Regions from separate parts of the Zea mays genome. Here regions 1 and 3 are each linked to region 2. Evidence: chromatin contacts called from public Hi-C data. All regions are on one chromosome and are shown on one strand. Each heading gives the region's core, a stretch centred on a gene start, on an enhancer-like site or on the middle of the called end of the contact. The rest is flanking DNA. Distances are from core to core; before and after follow the strand shown.

What was found. A called contact is a pair of places that touch in the nucleus more often than the background predicts.
Region 1: a contact with region 2 is called in a Hi-C map of tassel, with 2.9 times the contacts expected there. The contact joins the promoter of LOC103651137 here to the promoter of LOC100283201 in region 2. A contact is called at or near these places in 4 of 25 Hi-C or Micro-C datasets (ear, leaf and tassel).
Region 3: a Hi-C map of bundle sheath shows a contact between it and region 2, with 1.8 times the contacts expected there. The contact joins the promoter of LOC100272682 here to the promoter of LOC100283201 in region 2. A contact is called at or near these places in 2 of 25 Hi-C or Micro-C datasets (bundle sheath and leaf).

Annotation. Positions count from the first base shown.
Region 1 is chr3:195,627,262-195,630,776 of Zm-B73-REFERENCE-NAM-5.0, forward strand. LOC103651137 (G-type lectin S-receptor-like serine/threonine-protein kinase At4g27290) reads right to left here and starts at 1,779. Exons shown (of 7, transcript XM_020550443.1): 1 at 220-1,779; 2 at 1-140. The coding sequence starts at 1,519. It overlaps LOC100272682, which reads right to left. Exons shown (of 7, transcript NM_001147138.1): 7 at 2,987-3,515. The coding sequence ends at 3,324.
Region 2 is chr3:195,398,380-195,401,544 of Zm-B73-REFERENCE-NAM-5.0, forward strand. LOC100283201 reads right to left here and starts at 1,608. Exons shown (of 4, transcript NM_001156103.3): 1 at 1,455-1,608. The coding sequence starts at 1,477.
Region 3 is chr3:195,647,141-195,650,377 of Zm-B73-REFERENCE-NAM-5.0, forward strand. LOC100272682 reads right to left here and starts at 1,763. Exons shown (of 7, transcript NM_001147138.1): 1 at 1,643-1,763; 2 at 1,200-1,431.

The DNA.
Region 1 (3,515 bases), core at 529-3,028, 230 kb after region 2:
ACCTTCACCTTTCTTGCTCGCCTTCTTCTTCTTCGTCCAGAAAAAGCAGCACCCAGCAGCCGCTAGCAGAAAAAGTACAGCGGAAATAGTGGCGACAATGACGACGATCAGCTTGCTCTTGTGTAAATGCTGGTGGTCTCCTGTAATCAAGAACACGAGATGAAAATAGAAAATTTCGTGGAAGACTTTCAACTGCAAGTTTTCGTCCAAACTCGGAACCTGTCGCTGCAGCTTTGAGGGCGTCAATCTCGGACTGCGCGAGCCGTATGTACACGTCCTGAACGACGATCGGGTACTGCCGCATGTCCAGCAGGTCGACGGTCCAGATGACGCATCCGACGCCGATCCCGCCGCTGTTGTTCGCGGCGGCGTACGCCCCGCAGCTGCAGTTGCCGAGGCACGCCTGCCTGCACTGGTCCAGCGTCATGCCGGCGTACACCGTGGCGTCCGTGGCCTGCGGCAGCTTCATCCGGTTCACGACCCAGAAGCCGTCGCCGCCGTCGCAGCTGAGGCTCGTGCTCCTGACACAGCCGCCCGACCACTCCCTCCGGCCCCACTGGTCCGGCGAGCGCGGCACGAACCCCGGCAGGCAGCTACACGGCGGGGAGCGGTCGGTGTCGCAGAACCCGAACGGCCCGCACTTGGCGTAGTAGTCGCACTGGTCGGTCGGGTAGTACCAGAAGCTGTTCCACGCGCCGTTGTTGAGCGAGAAGCGCTTCAGCTGCGTGGCCGCGCCGTCCACGACCAGCCGCGACAGCAGGGACGGCTCGCGGATGAAGTAGCTGTAGTACGTCTCGTCGGGGCTGTACACCACCTCGAAGGTGAAGGCCTGCGCCTTGAGGTACGGCACGCCGGTGAGTATTTCGCCGTTCCACGGCCCGCTCGTGTACACCCTCGTGGCGCCCCGGAGGAGGAAGAACTGGGGCAGCCCGCCGATGACCAGCTTGAACGTGACGTCTCCCGGCGACGGGTCGGACGGGCTGCGCCACGCCGTGATGTTCCGGGTGATGCCGGCCCTGATGTCCACCCCGAGCTTCATGCCCGGGAGCAGCGTGTCCGTCGGGTAGTCGAAGCTCTGCCACGCCACGCTCTGCCCGCCGCCATCGGCGCTGAGCACCAGGTTGCCGCTGTCCAGGAGCTGCGCGGCGGTGACGTTCCCGACGGTGGGCGCCGCGGTGGACCACACGGTGTCGTTGTTGCCGTCGAGGATGACGAGCCGGCCGCCGGCCGAGAGCTGGAGAGCGGCCGGGGCGTTGGCCACCGGGTCCCTGCGGTTGGCGACCCACACCACGGTCGTCGGGCCCGGGATGCTGGCGTACCAGATCCCGAGGTACGTCCTGCCGTCGGCGCCGGCCGGGCTGAAGAAGCCCAGCGCGTAGATGCCGCCGGCCGAGACGAGCGTCTGGTTGCCGGTGAGGGTCGTGTTCCGGTAAATTGTGTCGGTGGATGCCGAGGGAGTGAAGGAACTGGCGGCGGCGGCGAGCAGATGAAGGAGGAGGGAGAGCGTGCGCGCCCTCATGGTCCCCTCTACCGAACTGGAAGCGCGCTAAAAACCAGCCGTTGACCTTGTCCTCTCACGACATGGCGGCGGCATGGCCTTATGCCTTGCGAGACCGCCTGCACGGTCGGGGTGGTGGTGGCTGTCCACTTTTGCCAACATGCCAACAACAATCAGCTGCAGGAAATGCCCGCCACCCACGGCGGTGGCGGCGGCGGCGGTGTAAGAGGGCGAGGGAGAGGGTGTCCGCGCATTTGTTAATTATTATGCCCACAGAGCCACGTCGTCGCCGGCCGCATCCTGCATATAGAGCAGCGACCGCAAATAAAGATTGGTCAACGGCTCGCGTTCGCGCTCCGGGAGAGCTAGCTGTTGCCTGCAGGTCATCAGATTGCTCAGATGCTCTCGGTTTCCTACCTCCAACTGGATGCAAGTGCAACTAGGCATATCATATTTTGGCGTGACCCCGTGAAGAATACTACGAGTATTCGACACGACAAACCTGAATAAAAATGGGTGTTTGGGTCTCGCTCGGCTGGAAATAGGGATGCAAAGCTGTTAACTTGTTCAATAACCATACTCTGAATTGGTAAGGCCATATTGTAAATTGAAATGCACGGTCTTATCCGTACCATGGCATCGCCATATTGTAAATTGAAATGCAGCCTAAATCAAAGTCAATCAGGAACTGATCAAGATCTCACCATCCTTGTCACGTAACGGACAAAGATTGATTTAGGCAACTGGCACACATCAGAATGCTTACTTTTTTTACAATTGTGTGCCAGCCTGAGCTTGCCAAACCAATCAAAAGTCAAAATGAACGAGCCATGCATATGAACTTGCCGCGATTGACATTATTGTCTCCTAGTAAATTATGGTTGGGAATAATAGTTGTCGTTATATGATATAATTTATTTAATTATTTTATACATAACCTCTATATCTAAATTTGCCCTTGATTCGAATGTGACATTTATTTATCTTTTTATAAAGATTACACTCTATATTTAGCATCTCACTCCAACCAACTATTTATCTAGTTAGGATAGTGAGAGTGGCTAGCCAAGTTTAGTCAATGAGGAAGTCAATTTGGAGAATCAGATGACTAATCTGTTGTAGAGTTATTTTGCCGTTGAGTAGCTAAAATTTAGCTTAACGAGCCATTTAACTAGTCTCTTAGATAATTATCCATACCATGTGCCATCGCCATACTGTAAATCGAAATGCAGCCTAAGTCAAAGCCAATCAGGAACTGATTAAGATCTCACCATCGTTGTCACGCAACGGACAAAGATTGATTTGGGCAACTGTCACACATCAGAACGCTTACTTTTTTTTACAACTGTGTGCCAGCCTGAGCTCGCCAAACCAATCAAAAGTCATGATGAACGAGCCATGCATAAGAACATGCCGCGACTATGCAGCGACTGACATTGTCTCCATCATGTAGATAGAGAGAGGAAAAGAGAGAAAGCAATCCCCACCGATGAAATGTTTATGCCAGTTCATTTGCATTGTCGTTTAAATCCTCGTGTTGAATCTTGACCGAACAGAATAAAAGCGAGCATATATATAGCCTGGATGAAAATATGTGATGAAATCAGAAAGTCATAATGCCAGGTTGGCACCATCAACAACCATACGTTCCTCTAAGGACAAGGACTCAATGATGCGGCGATGCTTATATACCATTAGCCTGGATGCATGAGAACAAAACTTTCAGGCTCCCGTAATATAACTTTTGGGAAATACCATGCAAAGTGATGCAATGGTAACGCGCATGCATGGACCAAGCAAAGAAAGGCGGCGATTTGAACTAGTGCTATCTTCCGTCAAGGATGGTGACTGAGAGACCATTCAGGGAGCATGTTTCTTCAGCGACATCGGTTTCGTTTGGGACCAACATGGAGAGGAAACCGGGCTGCTTTGGGTCTGGTAACGTGGCACTTCCGTTGGTAATCATTGAAATGACCTCAGTCATGGAGGGCCGATCCGCAGCTTGCTCCTGAACACA
Region 2 (3,165 bases), core at 358-2,857:
CTACAGCAGGAACTGGTCAGCAACTCTATGTAAAGGAAAATATAACAAAAGTCTATATGATGGCCTTTTCATTTTGCCATATTATGGGCCATTTTTCCCGGAACGTGTTTCATACAGAGAGTTTGAGCCAATAGTTTTTATCCTCATAAAGAATCGCTTAGCTGGCTAGAGATGTGGAGAGAAAAAAGATCTGAAGCATGACTTGCACATATGAATGAGCCATTTAACGGTAAAAAGCGTTTTTTTTTTTTGGGTAGGGAACCCACATCACAAAAGGGGGGCATCCACCATGTCAAAAGAAAAGGGCGTATCCAAATGAATCACGTATTTTTTAAAAAGAAAGGCAGAGTCATTCCATTTGATTTGTTATAAAAGGTCGCAAATACATGCAATGGAGGAAACATCCAAATATCCTCACAACATTTTTGTGCTTATAGGTTAGAACATAGAAACTCTCATCTGAAGGTAAGGTTAGAATTTCCGTTTTGGTGTCAGAAAAGGGGAACAAAGCATTATATTTATATATTTTGGCTGCCACCGTCCAGGGTTTCATCTACAATGTTCACTTCCAGATCAATATGATACAGGCAAGTGGATGTGCTAAGCGGTTATTAAACTTTGAGTAGTCCAATTAGTAGCATATAAACATAACTAGCTATACATCGATGTCGATCTTTTGAAAACAGAATAGAAAAATTGACAGCTAGGCATCTTTAATAGAATAATATGACGAAGAGCATATTTGGTCTGGAAGCAAGCACCTTCTTTTCAATAATCTAACCACAGTTATGAACTTGACGGGCTAAAACAATAGTGGCACTAATTTCTTTTGCCGGCCAGTCAGCAAGGCTGGCAAAATTGGACCTCCGGTGCACAGATGTGCATATAGAAAAGCATAAGAAAGGGTGGGCACGACTAGCGCCGGAGCCCACCACTATTTGGTCCCATTAAGTAGGCATCAATTCCGTCAAGGACACAAACCCACCGTCATGATTGATCGAGACCATGTGTCCTGCATATGAAAAGAAGCACGGAGCACTACAAGTGCAGCACATCCCACCCACTCGTTTCTTCACCAACAATAGTAGAAATGGGTCGGAACGGAAGTAGGAACTGGAGGCATCCTACATCTGAGTTCCTAAAATCGACGGTTCATCTCGAGAATTCTTCCCGTAAGACTAATCTTATGTGAGTCGATCACAATCTAAACCCTAGCAATCAAGAATAACACCGTGAGCGGCACTGGACAGGTCTTAAAGGCACGGATATACAATCGGGAAGAGGAAATTAGAACCTGAAATCAGGATGTCTTTGTCTAACTTATATATACAAAAAAAGAGGGGGGGGGGGGGGGGGGGGGGGGGGGGGGGGATTTTAAGGAGCGGGCGACGGAAACCAAGGGAATAACCATGAATTCCAAAAAAAAACTAAGAAGGGGTGGTGGCGATGCTTACACAACGTAGATCTTAACCGCCATTGGAGAGGTCTCGGAACTCCTGTGACCAGACCAGAGGGAGATGCGGGAACTCCTGTGGGCGGGCTGGGGCAGAGCTGGGGTTGTTGTTGTGTGCAATGTATCGCAGCACCTGCTGGCTTGGTGGTGGTGGTGTCAGTTTCCGGTAAGTGGAGAGAGTATTTATAGGCAGGGGTGTGATTTCCGTGTATCGCAGCCGCAGCACCTGGCTTTCTCTCTTCGATTCGATTCGACGCCAAGGCTCATTCAAACGCTTCGCTTTGGCTGTTTTTCCGTGTCGACTCTCTCGGACGGTCTTTTCCTACAACTTTTTTTGTCGTAGTACATATATGAACCGGCTGGTGCGACGGTTGGACTCGAAACGCCGGATGTATCTCACGGAGACGGAGGACACGCAAGCAAAACAGACCAAAGTTCACGTCAGTGGGGTTGAGTTCTGACTGACGGTTTTAGGGGAAACGATTTCCCAGATCTCGTAAACATTGGTACAGGGTCCTCGGGGTTTAAAAATAGTTACAGCACAATTTTGACGCAGGAGCCTCGCACTACGTAACTGACAACGAGGATTTTAGTTCATAGCTATACTGTATAAATTCTAAATTAGACTGTGAAACTGAGCGCATCCGGACAGCTCTTTTTAATCTGGGCCTTGAGTAACCAATAAATCAATATATATATATATATATATATATATATATATATATATAAAAGAGATAGAAGAACAATGTGCACATGGATGAACGGCTGGCGCTGAATCATCCTTTACTCCTTTATTACACACACCTACCCCTGTTATGAATTTAAGTCAAAAAGATTTGGCACACAGTGGATGCTGTTAGCTGGCTGCCATTTCGCTGGAGGCTGGACCTGTCCTATATGTGTATGTATTGGTATGATCCCAATACGCAAGCCTCTGTTTGACGCGCATGTGGCGTGCGTGCGTGCGTATGGGACAGCAATGCATGACGACTCTGCAGGTAGTTTGATTGTCCTGTACCTCCGTCCTCCGCAGCCGCAGCTGGCTTCTTTCATTTGTACGTATAAGTCTGCAGATAGGGGAGGGAGTCCATGGCCGAGATGGTCTTCCGGGTCGTTGTCTCGTACCGTGTCCCGGACTTCCTGCGGTACGGTCTAATCTAATCCAAAGGATCGCTACCCGGTTGAATGTAATATGCAAGAAGGTGGATCCATCGATCCCAGATCCCACCGCCAGGAGGGTAAATAAATCAACATTTGATAATAGTATAATAATTGTATATGTGCAGGTAGACAGAGGAAGGGACTCTAGCCGACGATCGAGTCAATGCATGCTGCCGGTGCCAGCTTGAGAACCAGGCGCACGGCAACGGCGTCGCACCCGGTAGTTGATACCGGCGCCGTCGTCGTTGGCATGGCAGCTTCCCCAACCCCGGTTACAGTTGACCACAGAAAGGAACAGGCCTTGCAGATGAGGTAAGCACATCGCCAGCGTGACGACCCAACAAGCGGCCACCAGTTCCGCGCGTCGGTCGGGCAGAGTTGCATCTTGATCAACTAGTGGCTAACGCGCGCCTTGCGCGCGTTATTTCTAAACGTTTGTATAAATTTAAGTAAAAGAGTTTGTAGGGTGCAATATTAATAATTCTTTGTTACGGTAATAAAACACTTGTATAAATCCTAAAACTATTTCGAAACTGTTTATCATACAAAAC
Region 3 (3,237 bases), core at 513-3,012, 250 kb after region 2:
CCTCCCATCTAAAACGATCAGATTGCTACTGTTATCAAACTTAAGTATGCCAGAAGTATCTTGTAATGGATCGTTCCTGTTGGCAACCCATACAACTCTTCTTTCTGAAACATCGTTGTGCCATATACCAACATATCGCTTGCTCGAAGCTCCAGGGCTAAAGAAACCGAGCACGAAAATTCTGCTCATGGACACTAGTGTCTGCCCATCTAAAATTGATTGGTTCTGAAAAATACTGCCTAATCTTTCTGTGGGAGCTGACAAGCATCTTGATGCTATTACAGACAGGATCAACAAATTAACAAGGGTGCACTCTCTGCAGAAACTTATTTTCCCAAACATGGCTATCTGCTTTACTCCGATTACCAAACTAGGCTAATCAAATCAAAGCAGCAAGAGAGAAATGCACTGACATAATCATGAGGAAAGGGATTGAATTTCTCCGTACCTCTCTGAATTCTCCCAAATAAGTGAAATGTACCTCTCTGAATTCTCCCAGATAAGTGAAATGGTTCCTGCAATCGCTGCGTTGGGGGTGGGGAGAGAGAATGCGTGGTGGGGAGTGCCAGCGGGTAAAACTTTTGGGATGAACATTCAGAGTTATGAGTTTTAGAAGTTCCATGATAGAACTATGAGGTCAATTTTCTAGTCGTCGGTCAACATTGGCGTCTCTAATGGATACTAAACTCTAAGCACTGATTGGCAACCAGCTCGTCCACTTGAGAATGATAGTTTGACAGGGAACTGACTATCTCTCAGTTATTGCAATCATACTCCACTTTTTCTATCTGCTTGACTTTGACCAGATAATAATCAACACTAAAAACGCTTAAAGAGAAAGAAGTGTAGAGGGGATCAAAACATCTAACGGACACCATGCAAGTCTAGATTCCAGGCAAACAAATTGAGTATGTTACATAGATTTTATAAGGGGGTGTTTGGTTTCTAGGGACTAATGTTTAGTCCCTTCATTTTATTCCTTTTTAGTGTATAAATCGCTAAATATAGAAACTAAAATAAAATTTTAGTTTCTATATTTGGTAATTTTGGAACTAAAATGGAATAAAATCTAGGGACTAAACATTAGTCCCTAGAAACCAAACACCCCCTAAGAACAAAAGTAGCGGTGTTTTTTTATTAATTCCTGCTATGTGAAAGGATGCATGTGGTAGCAATTATTAAGTCTAGTAGTCAACTACCTGCTGCTGCTGCTACGTCCAACGACGTGTTCGTTGAAATGTCCAAATCATGTTGCTTGTGACATGTGTCTGAATGGAATTCCAGCTTCTAGCCTTTTGGAAGCAGATATATCGCTTATTCGCTTCTTCCTCTTCCGCGGGCATAGCGGCTCCTTATTTGCACGATCCGTCATCTTCTTCCTTGGATCCCCATCCCCGTTCAAGTTTCAATTTCAGTAACGTCATAGATGAGCTACAACCGGGAAGTACAAAAAAAAAAATTGGTACTCTGATTGCAGTAACGGTATAAACGCGGATAGAATGCCATACCAACATTTTTTTAATTGCAAAAATCCAGTTTAAAGTAAACTCGAATCGTCTAACAAAGTTGTAATATAGTACTAACTTCACTAGAACGCATCTTGAAACCCTCGCAAAAAGAAATCACGAGAGAAGACTTCTACCTCGGCTCCGTGAAGGCAACCTGGTCAGTGGTCATGACGAATTATTGACGGGAGTGGAATGGATATCTCAGTCGCTGCCTCTAGGCCCGCTGCGCACAGGCGACTAGGGCGAAGACCCTCGTCCTCTGTTCGCAGCGAAAGTCTAGCTAGGCAACATCCGTGTCCATCCGACCATCCGTGTCATAAGACCGTCACCAACTATGCGCCAGGGTTAGTCGGAGGATCGGATACGCATTCCATACTTATTTCATATCTTCTCTTCGCATTCAGATTGAGTACCAACATTATCGAATTGTATCGGATAAAATTTAAATATGTATTGTAATCGACTTAGACGGTACAGATATATCAAATACAAATAAAGATAGTAAATATCGAACATAGACGGATAATATTTATATTATTTATGTCCCTAGTGTCAATAAAATTGTGTTTAACGGTTTACTCATATAGCTACTTAAAATATTGTTTCATATTGTTTTATTTTGAGTTTAATAGTTTACTCATATAGCTACTTAAAATAGTGTTTCATATTGTTTTGTTTTGTAGACTGCAATGTTTGTAGAATAATATTTGAATATGATGAAAAAGATGGATAAGTTAGTGGGGATAGTCTAATACCATAGCCTACTTATCCTATCAATACCATGTTTGAAATAACTTCGTGAATTCAAAAAAGTAAATTCAAGTATATATAGATCTATGATTTATTTCAGTCTACTGTAGAAATAGCTCCACTAGTGGATAGTGTTAAGATTTATTACATTATGTAGACAATTCTATCTTCATCTCCATCTAATTTTTATATAGGTTCTATGGTCAGCTCTTCATTTTATCTTTCTTTCCTCTTAGCTTCCTTCTTTTCGTGCTTTTCTCCTTTTCGAGCGACCAACGGGCCAGCCAGGACAGGTGTGGGGTTAGCCAAGTGTCACAACCCTAGGCCGAAGGAGCGCTTGCCTCCTCGACGTGAGCCGCAAATCAGATGAACTTCGATGAGATCAGAACGAGCTACGAACAGCAGGTAAGTTCCAGGTGAGTTCGAGTTGGGATTTCTGTTAATTCTAGCATAGATTCTTCTCCAAGTAAAGGTAGGGTATTTATACCTATTAGGGCTAGTTTGGCAACCTTATTTTTATGGGATTTTCAATTTTCCAAAGAAAAATGAACTAATTTTTCATAGGAAAATGAAAAACTCTTGATAAATTGGGGTTCCCAAATCAGCCCTTACAATAGCTTACCGTTAGGAATGGCAACAAGTTGCATGCCCACGGGTAAAAATCTATAGGATACGGGTTTGGGTGTAAATTTATATTTGTGGGTACGGAGACGAGTTTGATTATCAACCAACGTGTATTTTTCTCACGAGTATGAAAAGGTTGTGCCCATAGCCACGAACTCGCGTACCCGCATAGGATATATGTGTATTTATATGTTTATGTTTATATATGGATATTTATATATAGTTTATATATTAAAAGCTCTGAACTTCCAATAACTAGAGGAAGCTCAGGTCGGACGGTGTAATCCGGTTGTCGGCGTTTCGAGACCGGGGGTCCCCGAGCCGACGAGTGAGTGTGCCGCGTGCCCCAGCCCAG